2 separate regions of the Takifugu rubripes genome follow, and region 1 is linked to region 2. A link is a contact called in public Hi-C data. All regions are on one chromosome and are shown on one strand. The core of a region is the stretch at or near the end of the contact, and the rest is flanking DNA. Distances in the headings are between cores, read along the strand shown. Region 1 holds the start of LOC101077514 (complement factor H). Region 2 holds the start of glrx2 (glutaredoxin 2).

Evidence for each region. A called contact is a pair of places that touch in the nucleus more often than the background predicts.
Region 1: a Hi-C map of muscle shows a contact between it and region 2, with 2.1 times the contacts expected there. The contact joins the promoter of LOC101077514 here to the promoter of glrx2 in region 2. A contact is called at or near these places in 2 of 2 Hi-C or Micro-C datasets (muscle and an unstated tissue).

Annotation. Positions count from the first base shown.
Region 1 is chr20:16,470,320-16,474,041 of fTakRub1.2, forward strand. LOC101077514 (complement factor H) reads left to right here and starts at 1,270. Exons shown (of 19, transcript XM_029828746.1): 1 at 1,270-1,428; 2 at 1,500-1,682; 3 at 1,837-1,942; 4 at 2,022-2,098; 5 at 2,172-2,354; 6 at 2,700-2,882; 7 at 2,980-3,174; 8 at 3,260-3,439. The coding sequence starts at 1,359. All of the region lies in intron 1 of LOC115247335 (a long non-coding RNA gene), which reads right to left. It overlaps LOC115247336 (a long non-coding RNA gene), which reads left to right. Exons shown (of 3, transcript XR_003886403.1): 3 at 1-361.
Region 2 is chr20:16,321,268-16,325,099 of fTakRub1.2, forward strand. It overlaps glrx2 (glutaredoxin 2), which reads right to left and starts at 2,416. Exons shown (of 4, transcript XM_029828694.1): 1 at 2,264-2,416. LOC115247329 (a long non-coding RNA gene) reads left to right here and starts at 2,837. Exons shown (of 3, transcript XR_003886386.1): 1 at 2,837-3,277; 2 at 3,473-3,532; 3 at 3,643-3,832.

The sequences.
Region 1 (3,722 bases), core at 20-2,519, 150 kb after region 2:
AAATAAATGAAGGACGTAAGTGAAGACGAAGCGTCTCTGTCAGAATGTTTTAAAATCCAGCATCACCACCTGGACCGAGGAAATTGATCCTCAGGTATTCCTCCTAAATTAAGTCATCAGTTACTAAGTCATCCATGCCGTCCTCCTCTCAGACCACTAAGTAAAGGCTTCAGCCGAGAGAATATCATTAACACTCTGGGATGTTGTTGTGATGACCCTGGTGGCTCTGCTCAGCTGCCATCAGAGTCCATCAATCCATCAGAAAGACTTTTGGGGGCGATAATCTTTTGCGTCATCTCAGTCCAGCCGGAGAAGACGTGAGACGGATCACAAGAAGATGGAGCCACCAGAGGAGGTGACGTTCCAGGTTTAAAACGGGCGATAATCTCAGGCAATAATTTATGCACAATCTCTGAATTTCAGGAGAAGCTGCTGCGTAGGAGTTTGTTTGCCCTGAGCTGAGTCGTATTTGTTCACAGTGATGCAGACGTAAACCTCACATAATGAGACGCTAGAGCAAAAATTCCCATTGTGTCACAGCTACATGTTGTTCCATTCAGCAGCGAGCAAACAAACACCCGAATACGGAGCAGTGACACATTTCCTCAGAGGCCAATAGGTCAACTGTTGACCAGTGCTGTCAGTAGGTCGTAATGGCTTTAATTAATGTGTTGATTATTTAAATCCCCTCTTGAAAATATGTTTAATATGACCAAAATGAAATATGGAATGCTTCAACATTGCTGCGGCCTTTCTTTTCCCTGTTTTTTTTTTTTTTTTTTTACTTCTAACTCCTCACTTTGATTGATATTTGCTCCAGATGAGTGCGGCCTGGCTGAAATGCAAAGTAATTTTATTTGCACAATTGATTCCTGCAAATGATTACCAAAAACTAGATAAAACCAAACAATCACTTACAGGAATACTCTTTAGCCACTGATGGGTAAACAGAGAAAAAAAAACCTGATGCAGCACCGTCAGACTACAGATTCAGCTGTGCTGGAGAATAAAAGCAGCCTTTGAACCTGAATATAGCCCCCAAGAGTGAGTTATTTCTATTTCCTTTCAGTGAAATAAAGATGACTGGTTAGAAAAGGTGTGAAAGAGGCGCCAGCGTGAGGAGATGTGAGGTTTAACTGAGAGGTGACCACAGCCAAAAACGCCTCATGACATACAGACTGGGGGCTGGATCAGTTATGTAAACCGTTGAGCAAGCTTGTCCTGCCTACCCCCCCCCCCCCCCCCCCCCCCCCCTCCTGCCGCCCACACAGCCATCCACCCCCTCTCCCTCTCTCTGTATTACTATTTCATTATCCTCTTTGTGCTTCTCCCTCTCAGTTCTTGCTTGCAGAGATAAGATGAACACAATAGGCAGAATCGGTGTCCTGATCTTATGGATGCACACGCTGACCTTGGTGAGGAGCAAAGGTAGGGAGCTTTGGGTTCTTCTGTGCTCCTTCCTTCGTTGCACAGTAATTTACGTAACGTTTGTCCCACAGACTGCCAACGGGAAAGCTTTCTGAGGAGCCGCCTGTACGACTCAAATTTCGACATAAGTACATTGGAGAGCACCTATGCCAACAGAAGAGAAGTGAGAGTCCCCTGCAACATCGGCCACAGCGGCTTTTTCAAACTGGTCTGTAATGATGGAGAATGGACGTCAAAGGGCAAACCCTGTCGGCGTAAGTCAGTTTCTTTGGTCGATTGTGATCACGCAGTCAAACACACCAGCATATGACGTTAACAATGCTTTCGCAGCATTTTCCCCTATTATCTCATTTGGCAAATCACTTCTGATTGACAGCAACATCTTCTGTATCATTCCTACATGTTAAGCAATTTCCTGTGGTCACCCTGGCGATGCCCAGTTTGCAGAATTTCAGCTGGTCGAGGGCGAGGACTTTGTCTTTGGATCCAAAGTCGTTTACACTTGCCACAAAGGGTACGACAATATTCCCAATACCACATTTGTAATAAGCTTTTCTGCGGCCTATCAACATTTTGTTTACCGTCATGACCAGTTATCAAATGGTCAGTCGCATAAACTATCGGCGATGCTTTGTGGAAGGCTGGGATGGAGTTGTTCCAGTTTGTGAGGGTATGAAAGCAAGTAAAAACCATGTGAGTGACGTGTGAGTAAGCGCCTCATGTGTTGTGTTGTGCTCTCCCAGCTCAGCAGTGTCCGTTTATTCGTGTGGACAATAACGTGTTCGTGAATGGTGACCCGGAAGAAGCAACCTTTGGAAACGTTATTCGATTCAGCTGCAAATCCAAGTTAGATATCCTGGAAGGCCCCTCTGAGATCTACTGTAACGAAGAGGGCGAGTGGAGCGGAAGAGCCCCCAAATGCAAAAGTGAGCTCCGCAGAATGAACGGATGATGGATGGAATGATATTTTCCAGGGACACAAAAACGGCAGATAGAAAATTACACAGACAGAATGAGTTTCATGAAATAAAGCTGCCAAATATGCAGATCAACAGGAGATCCTGACCAATCGTCACTCAGTAGATCCTTGGGTCGTATCCAAGCAGCTTGCCAAATCCAAGCACCGATGCCCAGAACTGGGATTTGAACCACAAACATTGATTCATCAAGCAGAGATTCACCTTCCATCAATCTGAGCCTTGTTTCTTTTAATGATACCAGCTTTACTGATGAACACATGTGATTATTGATACTTCCATTTTCCCCTACAGAGCTGATGTGTCTTGTACCCGAGATTGAAAATGGCTACATCACTGAAGAGGCCAGAGAGTACAGTGAAAATGAGATCCTGTATTTTAGCTGCAATGAAAAGTTCAAGAGACGTGAGGACAGACCTTCAAAATGCACAAAGGTTGGAATGAGAGCAGAGTGGAGCCCCACGCCTGAGTGTGAACGTAAGTATGAAAACATGCACAGATGAGTGAAAAGCTTAAATGCAGAAAAGAAGAGGAACCTGGATTAATCTGCCTGCTTCATTTCCCAACACTGCAGCCACAAAATGTGTATTGCAGCTGCCCCCTCTGAAGGGAACAACCTACGAGCCCGCTTTCAAGAGTGTGTTTGTTCCTGGCGAGACGCTGAGAGTCACCTGTGAAGGGAGGTTCTGGATTTTTTCTTCTCGGGAAACTGTTGCAGAGACGACGTGCAACGATGATGGACAATGGACCATCAACCCAGTGTGTAAAGGTACAGGGTCACAATACTGGGATTATTCTTCCCATTTTATGGTTCTGAGCCCATAATGACAGATCTCAAACATCTGCGGTTCCAGAGGTTGTATGCACAAATGAACGAGAATATAATGTCAGAAGATGGGACGTGTGGTGGGGCCAGCGAATCGTAATGGGAGCTACTGTAGAATATAGTTGTATCGCAGACTACGAAAGCTCTGATGGCTCCAATTTGGCTAAATGCACCAGAGAAGGATGGAAACCCAAACCACTATGTCAAGGTATTGTCATCATTCTGTTTACTTCCATTTCATGCAGGAACTAGCACTTTTAGAGATCAGAAAAATGCTCTCACCTCTAAATGTAGCAAATTATTGTAAGTTTTCTTCAGTTTTCCCTGCAGAAATAATCTTGTGGTACTATAAGAATGAAATATTCACAGGCATAAAAATCAAATATCTTAGCTGCCCAAAATTGTTCCCAAATGTCCAAATGCTGCGTTATAATGAACGTCCTCATTCCAGAGTGAGCAATCTGATTGGCTGTTTAAAAAAATCTCAGCAA
Region 2 (3,832 bases), core at 1,166-3,665:
CTGTAAATCGGGTTCCAGTAGAATCAGAACACGTCTGATGGATTTCAGCAATTTACCAAACCTAATGGTCACATTAAAGTGAGCTAAATGAAGACATTTAACTAGAAAAAAGTAACTCAGGGCTCGATTCCCCCACATAATGTGACTTACGTCAATGGTGTAGTTTGTGTGTGTATCTATATCTCTATATAGATACTGTATATAATATAATTGGTTTGTTCATGATCAAAGCCCGTGGCTCAACATTTCCTGAATGTCATTAAAATTCGTATTATAAAGCAACGTAAAACTATAAACACGTGTGGCGGAATTTAAAGAGGAACGTGTCGTGTTTGTCTCATTAATAATGATTAATAGAGAATCACATAAAGCACAAAAAGATCCGACGATTTAATTCACACAATAAAGGTGCTCCAGCGATAAACTAGTCCAACAAAAGTAGCCGGTGTTGTGCTCCTTCTACACGTTGGTATTTAACTCTCTAAGATGCACAAATTTAAAGAAGAAATTTAAATAGTTTAAAGGTCGCTGTTTGATTTATTAAAACAGGCTAGCTGACGTCTTCTAAGTCAAGCTAGCGCTAATGACCTTCGGCAGCCGGTCCACGCCACCCTGGGAAGACATCCAGCCCGAGCAAACATGGAGCAAAAATAACAAACGAGCCAAAGATAATCTCGCTGCTGGCCGGGAGAAAACATGCAGTTGTGGTACTAACAGCACTGATGCCGATCACCGCCCTGGCTGCCGCTGCACGCTGGCTTTAGCCCCGAACTCTGTTTACATGATGACGGCCGGAAGTGACGCCATATTCAAGCGCCGATTAGACGCTAGTTTCAGGAAGCATTTCCGTTGTAGTTAAATTATTTATTCACGCATCGTTTAACTTTGAAGCAACACAACAGCCACATTTATTAGTCAGACTCCATATTTCATCTTATTTCAGCTCGGAGTCACCTTGTATTTTCTGTGAAAGTTAAATTGTCACAATCTATAATTAATTAAAGGGAGTGCACCGAAATTAGTTTTGTTTCTCATCACAGAATATTTATAACTATATGACTTAAAATTCAAAGTCTCTTTTCAAAGTGGGATTAATTGCCATTTTATCCAGGTTTTATGCCATTTTAGCAGGTTAAGGAATCAATGACAAATCTAAAAATATCTGATGAGCCAGCACTAACGTGCCTCACATCAAATACTTAATGATTCCCAGCATCAAAGAGATGTGTAGTTTATTCCCCGGAGTCAGTTTTACCCCAACACAAATCTTCAAATGTGACAAAGGGTGGAGAATAGGTTTACACTGGTGGAAGGGACTTATGTTTGGAGCTGCAGCATCAAACTGGCATCTTTACCTCCCAGGCTGGATTTCAAAGCACAGCAGCCTTCACATAAAAACCTGTGTGTATGTGGGTTTAGGCTGAGCATCCTCTCTCCTATTGGCAGGAATGAAAAAATGTGCAGCACAGATGCTACAACACAATCCCGTTTAATATTGTGCTGTGAGTTCACTCCATCTGAGGCTATAGTCTAATGTTCTATAAGCAAAAGTTTCACCCACATGTGTCTGTTTGAGTTTTTCTTTTTTAAAAGTACAAATAAATGTCTCCCTGACCCACTGATTTGCAGTTGTTGATCTCATTTCGCATCACTTTAGCCCCTATGGACCCCCCTGCTCTAAAGATTTACAGACATTTTCATTGTACAAAGAGCAAATGTTTACTACATCAAAACATACTTAAAAAATGTTCGTTGGCAACTAGTTATCATGATTTGTGAACATGCGCGTGTTATTTTGGGAGACACTTGAACACCAGGATCATTATTCACAAGATAAATTGTCATTTGCTGCAGATCATTTGTCTCTGGGAAAGAACAAAGAACCATTAGTGTGATCTATATCACCCATGTTGTCGTGGTGGCGCCTGCCAAGCTTCTGCCTGATAAATTGAAATCGGCAGAGGCCGAGCTGTCGACACCGTTTCGTTTGCTTGAAAATTTGTTTGTGATGTAAGTGAAACATGTTCGGAGATGATTCCGGCTGACAGACTGCAGACGGATTATCCACAGACGTCATGGAACCTGTCTGTCTGTCAGGTTGTCTGACAGATGACACCATTTCCCTCAAGCATGCTTAAAAAGGTAAATCTCCTTCTCTTTAGCAGACCCAAGCGGGCATAAATGCATCCTCAAAATCATATTTTCAGCCATGAGATCTAGTGTTTTATTAGCAAGACGGTAAAAAGCTGCATAGTTGACCAACCTTCTGGGAGAGGAGGAAATAATCTGGACTAAGAGGGACGATTCCGGCCTGCTCAGAGGTCACTTCTAGGTCAGTCGCACCAAAACCACAAAGTTACAATCCAAGGCTTTTCCAAAAGAATCAAGTGCCTCTTCAGATTTTTCGTCTCTTTGAGTCCACTTGAAATGACTTCGGAATGCGTCCGTTTTCTCCCTGCTTCCGAAGGCCGTGATGAGGCGCTCTGGCTTCCTCTCATGTCAGCCACCGTGGCCGAGGTTACCGGCACAAGCGAAGCCAAAACGCACGACAGCCGTGATCGGTGTGGACAAACAGCCAGTGCAGCGGCGGCTCTGGTGCTGGAGCACCTCCCTGGGTCTTTGCTCTGCTGATGAGTGCTTATCCAGCCACGGCCCTCGCAGGCATGTGCCCTTCCAGTCCCAAACAACAGATACTACGGCTGCAATATATTTCTCAGACAGAGCAATTTATGGGCCATCACTATTAATCACGGCTGTAGAAAGGAAGATAGCCTAACTCCCCCCGAGCCACCCTAGAAATGTAATTCTCCTGCTGCCTAAAGTGCTTATGGCGGCGAGCTGCAGATGCATTATGCCCACGTTCAGGCTCGGTCTTACAGCGGCTCTGCAATGAGCTGCGTTGATTTAATAGCGTTTGCCGCATGCATTTTCTCGGACATGTAATCAGTCCACAAGGTTCTGCGAGAGGCCATCATGAATCTCCCTGGCAGCAGTGTAACCCCCCCCCCCCCCACACACACACACAGCATGCTCTCCCTCTCTCCAACTACACTTGGCAATCACCCGCTCACGCAGGACGCAGCAGATGCAGCCGCCACCGCCGCTCTCCATTACGCTCAGGACTCAGGCTGCTGATTGGCTGTCAGGATGCAATCATGCATACAGTTTGTGTTCCTTGTTTTTCTTTACTTTTCTCTGCCGTCCTGCACCCGTTTCAACCCAGTGAGGAAGATTTACAGCACGTTTCGAAACGGTCACGTCACAAAAACAGACAAAGGTTTGATTTCAAGTTTGAAACCTTTAGAAAAATACGGCGTTCTAATTTAAAATGGGTCAGAATCGCTCAACATAAAACTCCAAGGCAGATTTATCACAGTTGGTTTTCAGATGTGAATCTTTTGCTGCGAGTGTTGTGATGGAGATAAATAGTTCCATGAATATGTAATGTTCCATATGTTCTACTTGTCCCCAGGCTGAGACAGTGCATGAATATTAGTGGACATCCTTACGACACATTTAGTGAAGTCTGCAGGTAAACGCATTTCCTGCATGCTGTGAACACACCGCATGTTCAACTAGAGGGAATTACAGCTTATTTACACTTTACAATCTAAGCTCCTGCCTATTTTCATTCCCTCGCAGATCAAAATGTCAGCACAGGATAAAATAATCTAAACCAAATAGCCGATTAATCCCCAGAAGGAGCGTTTCTCAGCCTGCAGCAGGTGTCCTCCAGATGACGAACTGCGGGTCTGATTTGTCAGGGTGAAGCGGCTCCTCTGAGCCAGCTTTGCTCCAGAAACGTTAATGCTGAAGGATCCGTCGTGGCTCA